Linked DNA regions of Sus scrofa: region 2 is linked to region 1. Evidence: chromatin contacts called from public Hi-C data. All regions are on one chromosome and are shown on one strand. The core of a region is the stretch at or near the end of the contact, and the rest is flanking DNA. Distances in the headings are between cores, read along the strand shown.

Region 1 (7,405 bases), core at 2,976-5,475:
GCCTGTGATGAACAACACTCTGCTTTACCACCCAAGTCTTCTGCTAATCTGAAAAAGGAATGTAGCAGAAACTGGGCCCATACTGGTTTCTTTCATTTTTTCATAATTACAATCACTTGGACAGATTCAAAAGGAAATCACTGCCAGCATCACTGAAAGCTAAGGAAGACGCTACATTATATAAGCTTGACCGTGATCCTCTGTGATCGTAAAATCCTAATTTTGCTTTTCAGCTTTCTGATAGAAAACAAAATGAAGATAGCTCTCAAGTCTGTGGCCTGACTACTCACTCTCTATACACATTCTAGATCTTTGTTATGCAAAGTGTGGAGCACAGCCTAGCAGCCCCAGCATCACCTGGGAGAATCAGAAATTCAGAATCTTAAGCCACTGTGCAGACTTATTGAATCAGAATGTGCATGTTAACAAGACCTCCAGGTGATGTGTTTGCATATTAGAGATTGAAAAGCCTTGCTCTAGAATAAGTGATGCTCATGTTGCTGGTCTGCAGACTACCCGCTTCCATCTCTGATCTGAAATCTTCACATTTTAAAGCTTTCAGGAGCTGTTTAATATTTCCTTCAGAATTCAAACCTTGGAGACCACATGGAAGAAATACTTATTAAAAAAACTTAGTTATTTCTATCTTTATAAATGAAAGAAAAGTTAAAGTTAAGCCAAAAAAGAAGATAAGCAGAAGTGGCAAATATCCATCTGGATATGTTTTCATGGCTTAAAAGAGTAAGAGAAAGTTAACATTCTGTCTCTTACTTTAGTGCAGGGATATTGATGGTAGTGATGGTAAGCAGGGATAATGCACAGAAGGAGCAGAGGTTAAGGATAAACAGCATTTTTGCCTAAAACTTCTACCATCATACATGGTATATTATACCTCACAGAGCTTAAAGGTATTTAGACTTAGCATGATACAATTTCAGATGTTGAAGGAAGTCTAGAGATCATCTGGCCCAATTACCTTCAGAAATTTGGATCCTGAGAGGTAAATGAGTTGCAAAAGGCCACAGAGCCATCCCTGTGGCAGAGAGCCAGGAGTAGAGATTACAGATCTCCTGATTCCTGGTCTAGGGTTTTTCCTACTCCATCATGTTGTACAGCCTTTATTTTATTTTATTTTTTTGTCTGAGCTGCTCCCATGGCATATGGAGGTTCCCAGGCTAGGGGTCTAATCAGAGCTGTAGTCACCAGCCTACGCCAGAGCCACAGCAATGCGGGATCCGAGCCACATCTGTGACCCACACCACAGCTCATGGCAATGCCAGATCCTTAACCCACTGAGCAAGGCCAGGGATCGAACCGGCAACCTCATGGTTCCTAGTCGGATTTGTTAACCACTGCGCCATGATGGGAACTCCCTGTTGTACAGCCTTTAATTAATACTGTCTAATGATCATTACCAGCAAATGTTAAGTACGGTGGACAAAGATATAGTCCATCCTTTTGGTGCACTGACAATTTACCTAGGGAGATGCAGTGTTCATATAAAATAATAATTCAAAATATCCTATAAGTTCCAAGGTAGTGACTCTCAGGTATTGTTAGGGAAAGAAAGTTCAGAAACAAGGATCCAGAAACAGTGTACAGTATGGCATGGGAGGCAGAAAGGGAGATTAAAAGCAGGAAGCATCACAGTGTGGCTCAGGTCACTGCTGTGGTATAGGTTTGATCCCTGGCCCAGGAACTTCCATTTGCAAAAAAAAAAAAAAGGGAAGGAAGCACCAGTTGCACGCTATTGCAGTATCCCTGGAGCATATCCATAAGGCTAGAACTAAAAGGCAGTGGCAAATAGCAACAACAACAACAACAACAACAACAAAAGACAAAAAGACAAAAGACAAAAAAAAAAAAAAAAAAAGGCAGTGGCGAACTCGGAAAGGTTGAGGCACCTGCGGTCTTATTTTTAAAATGGAGCAATTGCCTTGTTCCTTTTACCTTCTCACCACCTGAATGTCTGCAAGTCTCCTAATAATTGCTTCCAAATTCAAGGCTCCCCAAACCCCAAATTGGCTGTTTTCTGAAACAAGTATTGTTTTGCAATTTTTTTTCTAACAGTCAGATGAAATCAGGATGAGCTGACTTTCGGCAGGTAAGGGACATTTAACTCTATTTTGCGTGAGAACATTATTTTGCACCTTAGACAATAATTTCAAAAAATATATCGGAGTCACATCTTTAGAAAGGTAATAGTCATCATCAGCCAATTTCTAAGTCTATTTAAAAACCTTAATAACAACTAACTACTGATCATTTTTATTGCACTCTACAGCTACAGAGCACTTTCACATTCAAGATTAGGGATATTATTTCTCATTTTGCAGTTGAAGAATAAGTCTGGAAGTGCTAAGGGATTTGTCTAAGTCTGTGCAACTGGTAAGTACATGGAGGGTTGAGACCTAAGTCTAATGCTCTTTCCCCCTATGCTGTTGCTTTGTGAAATAAAAACAAAGTTGATATACATCCACTTGCCAAAGACATTCATTCAAGTATCATTTGGGGCCTCCTATGTCAGACACTGGGGATTCTATCAGTGCCTTCATGGAGATTAGAGCAAGTAGGGGATATAGTGTATCTGCATTATCTGAGCAAAGAGAGATGACTGAAGTTAAAGTTCTGTATGGGTTTTCTGATCCACAGCGAAGAGAGCCTAAGAGATTGCCAATGTTCACTAATAAGAGAAAAAACGGGAGTTCCCGTCGTGGCGCAGTGGTTAACGAATCCGACTAGGAACCATGAGGTTGCGGGTTCGGTCCCTGCCCTTACTCAGTGGGTTAACGATCCGGCGTTGCCGTGAGCTGTGGTGTAGGTTGCAGATGCGGCTCGGATCCCGCGTTGCTGTGGCTCTGGCGTAGGCCGGTGGCTACAGCTCCAATTCAACCCCTAGCCTGGGAACCTCCATATGCCGCGGGGAGCGGCCCAAGAAATAGCAACAACGACAACGACAAAAAAAAAAAAAAGAGAAAAAAGAAGGAGGTAGGGGGACAGACAGAATAAGAGGGAGGATGATAGAGATCCAAAGTGCAAAAAAAAAAAAAAAAGTTTAAAAAACAAGGAAAAGGGAAAAAAAAGGTCAGAGGCTAAGCTCACTCTCAATGTTAGGCAGTAAGAACAGTCAACATATTTCTACTCACAGTTGTTCACATGGACACAAAACTGCTTAATTCCATTTGAATCCATGAAAACTCTTGAAGGAAATGGGGAGTTACTCCTGAAGATAAGAGAGTTGTCTACACACACCCAACTCGAGGACCTGTGAGGGAATGGGAGGGAGAATAGACACATTTAGAAGGTGACCGACCGATGTCATTGCCAAAGAAAGGGCTCCTTGGGCAGCCACAGGACAACATGAAGATCTGATTATTCTACTGGATAGCCCTACTGCAGAGCCTCAGAAGAAGAGGGCGCTCCTGGGAAAAAATAAGGTAGTTCCACTCCTAGGAGTGGAAGTGGGGGCAGGAGGCACAAAGGTTAACAATCCCTAGGTCCAAGTATTACTTATTCTAGGGCTCCAGTCCCCTTTAGGATTCAACCTGAGCATTGCAGCTCACCTCACGCTGCCTGGAAGGCAGAAGGAGAAAACTGTCCTCGGATGGAGAAGATAGCAGTCCTTGTCGCAGCAGCAATTTATATCGCAGGTACCAGGAGTCAAGTCACAGACACAGATCGGTAAGACTACGAAAGTACAACATAAAGCAGAGCGAATGGGCTGAGGATCCCCAAACTCTTCGAAGTGTTAATTCCTCTTCTTTCGACAGCCCCACTCCTTACTTTGTGGCAATGCACTCTGTGCACAGAATTCTGATTCTAAGTCTGTAGTCTCCATCCCCAAATCCTCCCATCCCCCTCACCTGGGAAGACGTCCACGGTCCCATTCCCAGGCGCCGAGGGGGTCACCACATTAGGGCCCACTGTAGAGGTCCCAGGCACGGCCCAGGGAGTTTCAGTCCCCTCTGAGGAGGATTGAAGGGTCCCGCCCTGCGTCCTTGGCCCCACGTTCAAATGGGTAGGCACTGCTCCAGACGGGGACGGAGAAGGCTGAGGCTGGACCCCCTCAGGGATCATCAGGAACAACACCTGCAGTAACGACAGCAGAGAAGCGAACATGGGGGCAGTAGAGCATCAGCAAGCATTTGAGGTGGGCTCAGGCGGTCGCTAGGTGCGTCCCTAGAGCGTGGGGGGGAGGAGTCGCAAGGCGTATGACGTCATCCACAAGCGTTTGCTTATTGGCTCATGGAGATGGCCGAGAGCCTTCAGCCAATAGAAGGCGGCGTTGTTAAAGATCCTCAGCATCTTTCAGTCCGCGTCCTCCTTCTTTGGCCCGGCCCTCCTCTGCCTCTGTCGCTTGGCAACCGCCAAACTGGCGGAGGCGCTCTTGCTTCTTCTCTCCACTGAGTGGCAGTAGGAGTTCAGCCCAGGTCAAGGTACACCCAGTAGGCATACCGCGCAGACCTCAGGGCTCAGAGGGCTGAGACCTTCCTTGATAGAGGGAAGCAACAGAGGCTCGAAGTAGAATTGCGTATCTTTTTCACTTCGGATTATAAAGGTGAGAATCTTTTTCTAAAGAATGATAATGATAATTATCTCTCAGAGAAAAATACACTGAAGATCACATAACTTAAAAAAAAAGTCTCGGGAGTTTCCGTCGTGGTCCAGCGGTTAGCGAACCCGACTAGCATCCATGAGGAGGCGGGTTCCATCCCTGGCGTCGCTTGGTGGTTTAAAGATCCGGCGTTTCAGTGAGCTGTGGTGTAGGTCGCAGATGCGGCTGGGATCCAGAGTTGCTATGGCTGCGGTGTAGGCCGGAGGCTGCAGTTCTGATTGGACCCCTAGCTTGGGAACCTCCATATGGCGCTGTTGCGGCCCCCAAAACCAAAAACCAAAAAAAGAAGTCCCATCTAAGTATAATATTTTCGAGTAAATATATTAGAAAGATACAGTTCCTTAAATTTTAACAATGAGATTTTTTTTTTTTTTAAATGGTCAATGGATGAAGAAAATTTTATTTTTGCTATTATAAACTTCCATTTATTGTAGCCCTCCTTAGAAAGTTTTGGTTTTTCCCAGGAGTGGTACGCCTCTTCTGATTCTCTACAGCAGAACTTTATGCAGTGTGGGAAATGTTATCATGTTCTACACTGTTCAGTATGGAAGTCATAGACTATATGTTCTTGCCTTGTGCTTGAAATGTGGTTAATGTGACTGAGGATCTGAATTATTAAATTTTAATTAATTCAAAGTAAAATAACTTCATGTGACTCATAGCTAGCGTATTGGATAGTACAACTCTAGGGTATCAAAATCTTGCTCCTGCTGGATCAGGTATTTTTCTCAGTCTGCACAGTCCTGCTATCTGGGTTATTTCAATTGCTTGGTTTGGCGGTATCTGTTAAGAGTTATATAAAATCTGATACACATATCCAAAATCTAGCCAATACCTCCTTTTCTAAGTGAATCACTTGAGCAGATAAATTTTAGGACCCTGCCAATGCTCACATTCTCTGACATGATGTTGATGTTCTCATGTTTTGAAGTAGCTAAATATATCTCTGTTATAAATGTTCTCAAACATATTTTTATGTGATTGTGTGGTGGACTGCTGTAAGAGATACCTATATTTGTGTTTAGGCATAAAATATTTATCTACCTTTTTAGTAATTGCTGTAGGAAAAGGTCAAGTTCCTATTATTCCAAATATATGTATTTACTAGAATATAAGCTGCACAAAACAGAGGGTTTTGTCTGTTTTGTTCTCTGTATCTCATGCTTAGAACGGTACCCAGGACTTGCTAGATATGCATTAAATATTTTTAAAAAGACTGTTTCGGAGTTCCCGTCGTGGCACAGTGGTTAACGAATCCTACTAGGAACCATGAGGTTGCGGGTTCGGTCCCTGCCCTTGCTCAGTGGGTTAACGATCCGGCGTTGCCGTGAGCTGTGGTGTAGGTTGCAGACGCGGCTCGGATCCCGCGTTGCTGTGCCTCTGGCGTAGGCCGGTGGCTACAGCTCCAATTCAACCCCTAGCCTGGGAACCTCCATATGCCCCGGGAGCGGCCCAAGAAATAGCAACAACAACAACAACAACAACAACAACAACAACAAAAGACAAAAAAAAAAAAAAAAGACTGTTTCATTGAACTCTTTAGATTTAACTCATGAATATTTAATTAACTTATTTTTAGACACACAATGCATTTTTATTATAGAAAGAAGTATAAGTAAAAAGATCATATCACTTAGTCCCACTGTTCACTTAACCAATTCACATCTAGTTTTATCTTTCCAGATTATTTTTGGTACACATACACAGGTATAAATATTTTTATGAAAATAAGATCATACTATGAATACCTGTCTATATCTTATTTGATATGTCTATATCATTAATACTGCATAGCATATCCTGCTGGATAGATACACCAAAACTTACTTAATTCCCTGTCAATGGACATTTTTGTCTAATCTTAAGACAATGTAAATGAGACCTAAAACAACATCTTTGTATGTGTCTAGCATAATTATTTCCTTAGGATAAAGTCCTAGAAATGGAATTTCAAGGTCTAAGAGATTATGAATGTTTTTAAGGCTTTCCAACATTGTCTTTAAGCTGTATCCAATATATCTTGCTTCCAAACAAATTCCTCTGTGTAGCCAGTGCCCAATCCACAGCTTTCAGCACAGGTGAAGACAGCCAGGACGGCCCAATCAACACTCCTGCTCAGCCTGTCAGCCTTCAGGTAGTTGGGAGCAGCTGAGGCATGACCTGGAATTCAAATATTCTCTTACCACCACAGGGGCAGTCTGGAATATCCTTTTCTTGAGGGATATTTTCACTGGAGATCCAGATGGGGGCAACCCCTCTGCCATATCTGAGAATCTGTTCTGGTTCAATGGATATTTTAGTTTTAAACGTCTGGAAAACTCTATCTTTCCTAGATTCATGCTTTGCCATGGAATCCAATTCTTACTTGGGTGCTTTACCCATGCTCCCTATAATCTCTGTTTCATCTTCTTTTTCTACAACTTCAGGCACAATCTCATCTGTCTCTATTACAGTTTCAAATTCTGGTAAAAGTAAGTTGTGGTCTGAAACCGTATTGTCTAAATTATCTGCTTTTGCACAAACCTGCTTATGTCCCAATCTCCAGTCCAGTGGCTGATGCTCCTACTGCAGTAATGTGCCTGGTAACATCTGGAGCATGTTTTGGGGCCTAGACAGCCACAAACCTCCCTGAGCACCAGACTTGGCTCTGGGGGAGGATCCTCAGAAGATGGTTCATAGGAGTAGAAGTCATTTCTGCTGGGTAGCTGATTTCTAAAAACTAGGGGGCTGATGACCCTATTCTCTGATGGCTAGCAGAATAGGGTCATCAGCCCCCTAGTTTTTAGAAAT
Region 2 (7,405 bases), core at 2,325-4,824, 330 kb after region 1:
ATTAACATGGTACACTGTCACTGGTCTCACAGAAGTTAGGTTTACTCTTAAAAAAAAAACTTTTTACAAAACGTCAGATTAATTTAGGGTAGTATTTAATCTCCAGCAACAACAGAAAGCAAGCAAGAAAGAGGAAAACACTATACTTGAATTCTTTTAAAACTTTAAATAATGAAATGTATTCATATAAGAGTATACAAACTTCCTGTGTGTATATATAAACACACACAAGATTTGGTCTTAAAATAAATATATTTAACTAGCATTCCATTCCTTATTATTTTTCTAAGGCCTTGAGTTAACTATGCCATCTGTTCTCTTGCCTTCAGAATACAGAGATTCTTAGAATTTGATATAACTGGGGATGGGGAGAGGAGTCCTAAAATATTTATGTAAGGCCAATATAATTTATACTAGTTTAACATTTTTTCATGGTTGAATATACTATCCACGGAAAGATTTAAGGAAGAGGGACTATATCTTTAATAAAAACTAAATAAAAATAGCAGCACATCCAAAATCTTGGTCATCTAGGAAGTCTGAGATGTAAGGAAACTGGCAAGGATGCTTACCCTAAAAAATTCCTTATCACCTGTCATAGTGTCTGAAATCCCACCTCTAATTATTCTACTGAATCTTAAAATCTTTCAGATATTCAGGAATATCCCATGGCACTGGTTACTCCACGAGGGATGGATGATGTCTTATCACTAGCACAGTTTCTGGCTCTTAATAAGTGTTCAAGAAAATATCTGCTGAATAAATATTAAATAACAAACATTGCAGAGGACATTGGGAAGGATGATAACTTGAAGCTCACGTTCAACTAACATTTGTTTGACAGGTTGAAAGAGTAACCAACCTATAATTTCTAAACCAAGACATGTGACCACTTAAGCTAGATCACCCAGACTTTTGGTATCTCTATTTTTCCTATTCTAGTTGCACTTGATTATATTTTGGAGGTGGATCTGGACTTGAGAGATCAGCAAAAGGAGAGAATTATTTTAAAGAGGATTATTTTCCAAATTAATATCATTTAATTATTTAATTATGATCATAGCAGTTTTTTTATAATGTTGATATATCCAAATATGACTAAAAAGCATGCTTACATTTTTATAAATGCATATATAAGCTAGTTCTAACTTTATTATGGTATGGTGTTATTTATGAATCAAAGGTGTGAATCCCTAGAGTGAAATGTAATTTCCACTTATATATTAACTATCTTTGTGGGATACAAAATACTCTAGAAACCTTTCTTAAGTTATGTTTCGATATTCTCTTCTTTGTATGCTTTCTCTTTAACTACCCTCTTTCATTCCCTTTTTCTATGCTAACCTTAATGTCCTAAAAAAGGGTAAGAGAATGGCTGGAGGTTGTGTGATACAGATGGAAAAACAAGGTTTGGATTGCTATAAACACCCTCTAATTCTTTCATAACACATATGCAGGTTTGCAAGATTTTGTAGGTGAGTGTGGAGTGTTAAGAATGAAGCTGTAATGTGTGTAGTGCAGAGGAGAGGGATGAAATTTCTTAATGTGAAAAACAAGAATTACATTAAAACACAAAGCAGCTCTGTCCATGTTCCCAGTTATCTTGGCTATTAAAAATAATTCTATCCTCTGCCCTCTGTGGTGAGTCCATTGTCTCACATGCATGGAAACGAAGACTGGAGAGAGAACGATCATGTTTAATGCAAAATAAAATCCATTTTGTAAACACATTCCTATTCTATACTGAAATAACTTTTGGTATTTGTGGAAGATTTCTCCTTGTACGTTTTATACAGGCATACAAGTACAAGCTATATGAGCATATCTAGTGCGTACTACTGCTCATTTGCTTTTTCCAGGAGGAATTGTGTAGAGCAGGAGACAGTGATAAGAAAATTCTATAAAGGCAAAAATGAGGATTCCTCAGTGAACTTTTAATTAAAGGATGGAGAAAATCTTGTGTATGGTTATATGCTGACATTTTCAAAAGCATACTCTAAGACAAAAAATTTTATGATAAACATCTTTAAGGTTTTTTTTTTCAATCACAAACGGCATATATACTTCCTAAGAACAAATGGAACATTAAAAAAATATAAAACAAAAAATCGATCATAGTCCCACTTTTAATAGTTTGGCACCTCCCTCCACTCGTTTTTTTTTGTTGTTTTTTGGCTTTAGTTTCCACCGTAACAACCCCCAACCCCTCACAAGGAAAGTAATTTATGTAGAAGAGTGAGGTCAGTTAATAGGTTTAATCTCAGAAATCCTCTAAAAGCTAGAAGAGCCATACTGGCCCCTGGGGGAAACCTAATCATAGTAATTGACCTCTTTGTCCAGCCCTGTATATGATGTGGGGAAGGATTCTTTTTGATGCGGATGAGAGCCTCCTTTGTTGGAACGATAGTTTTTAGATCAATTATTAAATATGTACATGTTTGTAGTTCAATATGTCTTCCAGAGCTGCAAGTGGCAGCTTCCTTCCTTGACATGGGCTGTAATGGCTGCTAAACCCTGCGTGTAAAGGGCGAGGGGTGGGGGAGACGCCATTTGCAAAGCCGGAAATGATTAAAATCTCAGGGTTGAGACCATTCCCAGTCAGCAAGGGTTTGCCAAGAGCACAGTTCCTGCTTCTGGTGTCTTCTCTGAAGAGCATAGAGTGGAAGTGTGTCTCCCATTCCATTGGCAGTACGCTCCCTCCAGCTGCCGGTGAGCCAAGGGGGAGAGCGAGTCACTGGCGTGGCGGGCACCAGAGAAGCGCGCTAATGTGAGAGGTCAGCGGCAAGCCCAGTTTAGTGGCCTAGTCTCACCAGGGTGAGGCGCGGACCCTGCCGGCCTCCGTCCTCTTCCGCTCGCCTCAGGTGCGGCACGGATCACTCCGCCGCAGCGAGCGCTCCCGGTAGCGCTGCGATCGGCTTTTCGGCAATACCCGGATGGAAGCGTAATGGCCGCCATCAGGGACTCGCGGGCAATGGGGACCACGACAGGTATTCCCCGTGAGCGGGGCCGCCCAGACCTGATAGGAATGTCGGGACGTCTACAAAGCCAGTCAGGGGGCAAAAGGCGAGTTTGTGGGGGCGGCCGGGTGCCCTGAACTCGCTCAGGGCTCCGCCTCTTGTGATAGGAAGCGCCTGTTAAATAGTCCCGGCCATTCAGCGCTTCCGCCTAACTTGTCGCAAAGTTTTTCTAGAGAAGTCGGTCCTTTTACTCGGCGCTCTTGCAGGCTGCTAGAGCTAACCTTCTGCTTATTAGCCCGGGCTTGCATTACGTCGGGGGTTTTCGAGCTCCGCACTCTTCCACAGTCTTGGTGCGGGAGCGGGAGCGCGGCGCAGTGTGCCTCCGCGCGTCCGAGGGGCAGCCGAAGCCCAGAGGAAGGGGCGGATCGGGCGCGGTGTTTGGGACGGAGCGGGGCGCGCGGCGCTCGAAGCACCCACTCGGCGTTCCGGGGCTGGTGGAGACTGCTTGCGCACCCCTCAGACCGCACCCCTCAAGCTGTAGGTTCGCAGGCCCACGGCAGCCCGACTCGACGGCGTCCCCATTGTGGGTCCAGTCTGTGGTCTTTGGAGGTCTTTTTTTTTTTTTTGCAGATATGTTCAGCTCTCTGGCGCGCGCTCTCTTCCCCAGAGTTGGCCGAGGGCGCTCTTCCGTGCAGACCCCAACCACACCCAGTGGCAGATGGGTTTCTTTTTAACTGGCTTTCTTACTTGTAGGGTCCATTTTAAGTCTGTTCTTAACATGATGTCCTCATTGTCAAGTAGACAGTCTATTTCTAGATGGCTGTGGTAATTGAAAATATATAGGGTGAATATATATGAGGTAAAATGTTATAACTCTTTAAGTAGACCAATGAAATAGATATGGTAGCATTAAGGTTCCGAATGCAAAAGTTAAGGTTCAGTTTTCTTTTTAGGTTTAAATTTGGGGGCATGTAGTGTCTGTGAGCTATTTTAGCGAAAACATTTGTTGAGAATGTTTGGATATCAAAACTTAACCCTAGAAAAATAAAATTAAGTCAATGTTTAAAGAATCCATGATAATGTTGAACTTTGTACGGCTGTCACAATGATGAAACATGCCACCAAACTGTACATCTGGATAGGAATTTCATTAACTTTGAGCGTCTATGTTGGTCCTAGTTTACTGATACGGTTGAATTGGTTTTTTTTATGCAGGAAGGAATCTGATTTGAGTGTACTCTAAAGTATTGTCCTCAAGTTGAAGAGATAGAAACCACTTAAATTGATGGAGTGAAATATCCTAACATTTTTCAGAGTTTAACTGCAAATCAAATGAGTTCATTATCTTTTAGCAAAACTGTGTTTTCCTGAAATTCATGAAGACATTGCATTGTATTAACATTTTCAAGGTGTTATCGTTTCATGACAACGATGAACATAGGAGACCATGTTGATTTTTGTTAAAATTGTCATAAATGAGTCCCAGATCTAGAAAATTAACGAAAGGTTGGGAGGGATAAAATGTAGGTATCTAATAACCTGTTTGGTACACCGAAATTTTTCCTTATTGTTGCTGCAAAAGTGAGTATAAATACCAATTTAAAACGTTTCGTCTTTTTTTGAAGGGTGAAAGGACAGCAACACGATGAACATCTACTGTGCACATTGATAATGTATGAGCTTTTAAATGCTTGAGATTTTTATCATCACACTTCAAATCCTCTCCTATTCTCTCTGATAATAGTATAGTATATAGTGATCCCCAAAGTTTTTATATCTTGAAACATTCCATAGGGGATTTGTTTTAACTTAAGTATAAAGGTTGGCTTTAAAATATACTTTAAAAATTCCCTTTTAATGTACTTTTATCATTTGCTTTTCTGTTTGTAATTGTTCTTGTTGAAGCATTGCGTGCTCTAGATCATGTAATACAACTTTTTTTTTTTTTTTTTTTTAACGATAAGAGACTTGCATCTTGCCCAGTTTCCTTCAGTTACTTTATTAAAAGTGTTTTGGCAGAGTGCTATAAGCAAAAGAAAAGAGTTGAAGTTGAAATTTTTCTTAATTATCTTATCCCAGGTGTAGGCTATGAATGTTTCAGTTCTGTATGGGATATTTGCTTCACGTGGTAAGCAGTTTTCATGGAATGTTAGCTATTAAGAGGTAGCATTGTCATGGTGGGATATCTGGGTTGGAATCAGATCTAGATTCTAGCTCTGGCTTTGTGAGTTTGGACAAGACTCAGTCTATCTTGTAATAAGTGAAGAAATTGAATTAGGTTGATTCTAACCTCTCTTCTAAGTTTTTAGTTTTGCACCCTTTGTAAATTTATGACATCACTGGGTGTCAAGGATAGGTTGTCGAAGTGGAGAGAGGTTTTTTTTTCTTCAAAAGTTATACAAATACATTGACTATGAAGCATAATTGAATCAAAAGTTTAAAAAATGTTTTACTGACAGTTTTTGCAGTTAAAGTTTTAAAATCTTGGTCTTCATTTCCAGATGTCATCTCTTCTTTTGATCTCTGTTCCTGATTGTGGCTTTGTCCAAGCGTTAAATTGTGTGCCTTTTGTTCCTTGAAGAAAGAGGTATGGTGAAGATCAAAGTGCTTTAGTATATAGTCTATTAAGTAGTGATCTGTTTCAATATTAGACTTAATGTATACATGAATTTTCCTAAGTTATAGTTTTATCTCTGGCCTGAGTAAAATAAAATATATGAGTTTTCATTTTAATGTAAGCAAAAGATAGTTTTTTTGTTTCATAGTTTATGTTTTCCTTCTAAATATAAAGATGGCACAGTTTATATTTCATAATTTTTTTTGTTTGTTTGTCTTTTATCTTTTCAGGGCTGTACGTGAGGCATATGGAGGTTCCCAGGCTAGGGATCTAATTGGAGCTACAACTGCCAGCCTATGCCAGAGCCACAGCAACACCAGATCCAAGCCTCATCTGTAACCTACATACACCACAGCTCATGGCAACGCCAGATCCTTAACCCACTGAGTGAGGCCAGGGATCAAACCCGCAACTTCATGGTTCCTAGTCGGATTTGTTTCTGCTGCACCACGATGGGAACTTCTGTGTTTCATAATTTATGTTATCATTCTTCTAAATATAAAGATGGCATTAAGGGTACCTGAGTAATGAATGATGGAGGTAAATATGGTAGGAAGATGTTCTGAAGCTGTGTAAGTGGTCAGAAAGTGTTTCTCTTTTGCTCTAGTAAGCTCATGTAGTGTACCTAAAGAAAAATTATCTAACGTATATTCGTATTGCGATTAATAATATCTAATTCTGAGTCAGAAATGGGACTTAGGAATCACTATAGAGTTATGACTGGTTTCCTGCAAACGGTCATCTGAATATCGTGGTGTGGACAAAAAGAAGGAAAAGTACCTGCCAACAAGTCTGTGGTATAATGAGGAAGGTTTTGTACTCAGTGGAAAATATTGTACCTTTGTGCAAAAACATGACTTTTCTACCTTTGAAAGACATGCTTGTGTTGGATAATTTCTGGAATAGCACAGTATCATATAATTCCCCTCACCAAATGTATACCCCTAAATATAACCCAAAATTAGGAATAAGATTATGTATGTAACTACTAACATAACCAAGTTAGACTGTATCACCAGCTTATATTATTTAATAATCATAACTATGTTCTATGAACTTTACTAGCAAATGGATTTTTTTTTAGGCCATTTTTCACAGACATAATTTTTAAAATTTTAAAGTAGAGGGCAACAAAGCTGAGTTGAGGTACCAGGTTGACATTTATTTCATTTACCAGCATCATTTCTTCCTATATAATATTTGTTTGCTCTCTTACCGTAAGAGATTCACATGGGTACTGTGTTGCTCCTGAATAAAGTAAATTCTGAGTGTTGAGAGTTTTCCTATGTTTGAGCCAAACTACTCAGAAAAAGTAATGTGATAAACAGTGAAATCTTCAAATATAATGAAGTAAATTAGAGGCTGCTATATGGTGATTGACCAGAATGATTTGGTTATTCCAGCTTAAAAATTGTGGGAAAAATCTGAGTAAAATTGTAGAATCATGATTGGTGTGATTGCATGAAACAAGTATCAGAATATTGGAATGACTTGAAGCTTAGGAAAATTCATTTGGTTTCACATGGGTCTTACTTCAAGAAATGGTGATAGCTGAAAACAAATACTTTATAGGATTTCAGTTTATTTCAAAATATGTTAAAATCTTTACCAATTCCTAATTAAAATTGAGATGTTGGAAGTTGGCTCTTTCTTGTTACTTAGCTAGATCCATTGACCTTTACAGTAAAACCCTAAGGACAGCTCTCTCTCCACAATGTGAATTAGGTCAAATGATACAAACAAATAGAACAAAGACAAGAAGGAAACCCATCGACCTGTTGTAAGTGGTTATTTTGTGGAGAAGGAGATAGTAGGGAGAGATTATGGCTGC

What was found. Hi-C and Micro-C count contacts between places; a contact is called where the count stands out from the background.
Region 2: a Hi-C map of embryonic fibroblasts shows a contact between it and region 1, with 1.6 times the contacts expected there. The contact joins the promoter of ZNF518A here to the promoter of TCTN3 in region 1. A contact is called at or near these places in 1 of 5 promoter capture datasets (fetal liver) and 2 of 47 Hi-C or Micro-C datasets (embryonic fibroblasts and heart right ventricle).

Annotation. Positions count from the first base shown.
Region 1 is chr14:107,259,139-107,266,543 of Sscrofa11.1, forward strand. It overlaps TCTN3 (tectonic-3), which reads right to left and starts at 4,226. Exons shown (of 14, transcript XM_021074244.1): 1 at 3,864-4,226; 2 at 3,564-3,687; 3 at 3,147-3,265. The coding sequence starts at 4,119. It also overlaps a transcript of ENTPD1 not described here and the pseudogene LOC100153551.
Region 2 is chr14:107,588,032-107,595,436 of Sscrofa11.1, forward strand. It overlaps ZNF518A (zinc finger protein 518A), which reads left to right and starts at 3,575. Exons shown (of 6, transcript XR_002338946.1): 1 at 3,575-5,544.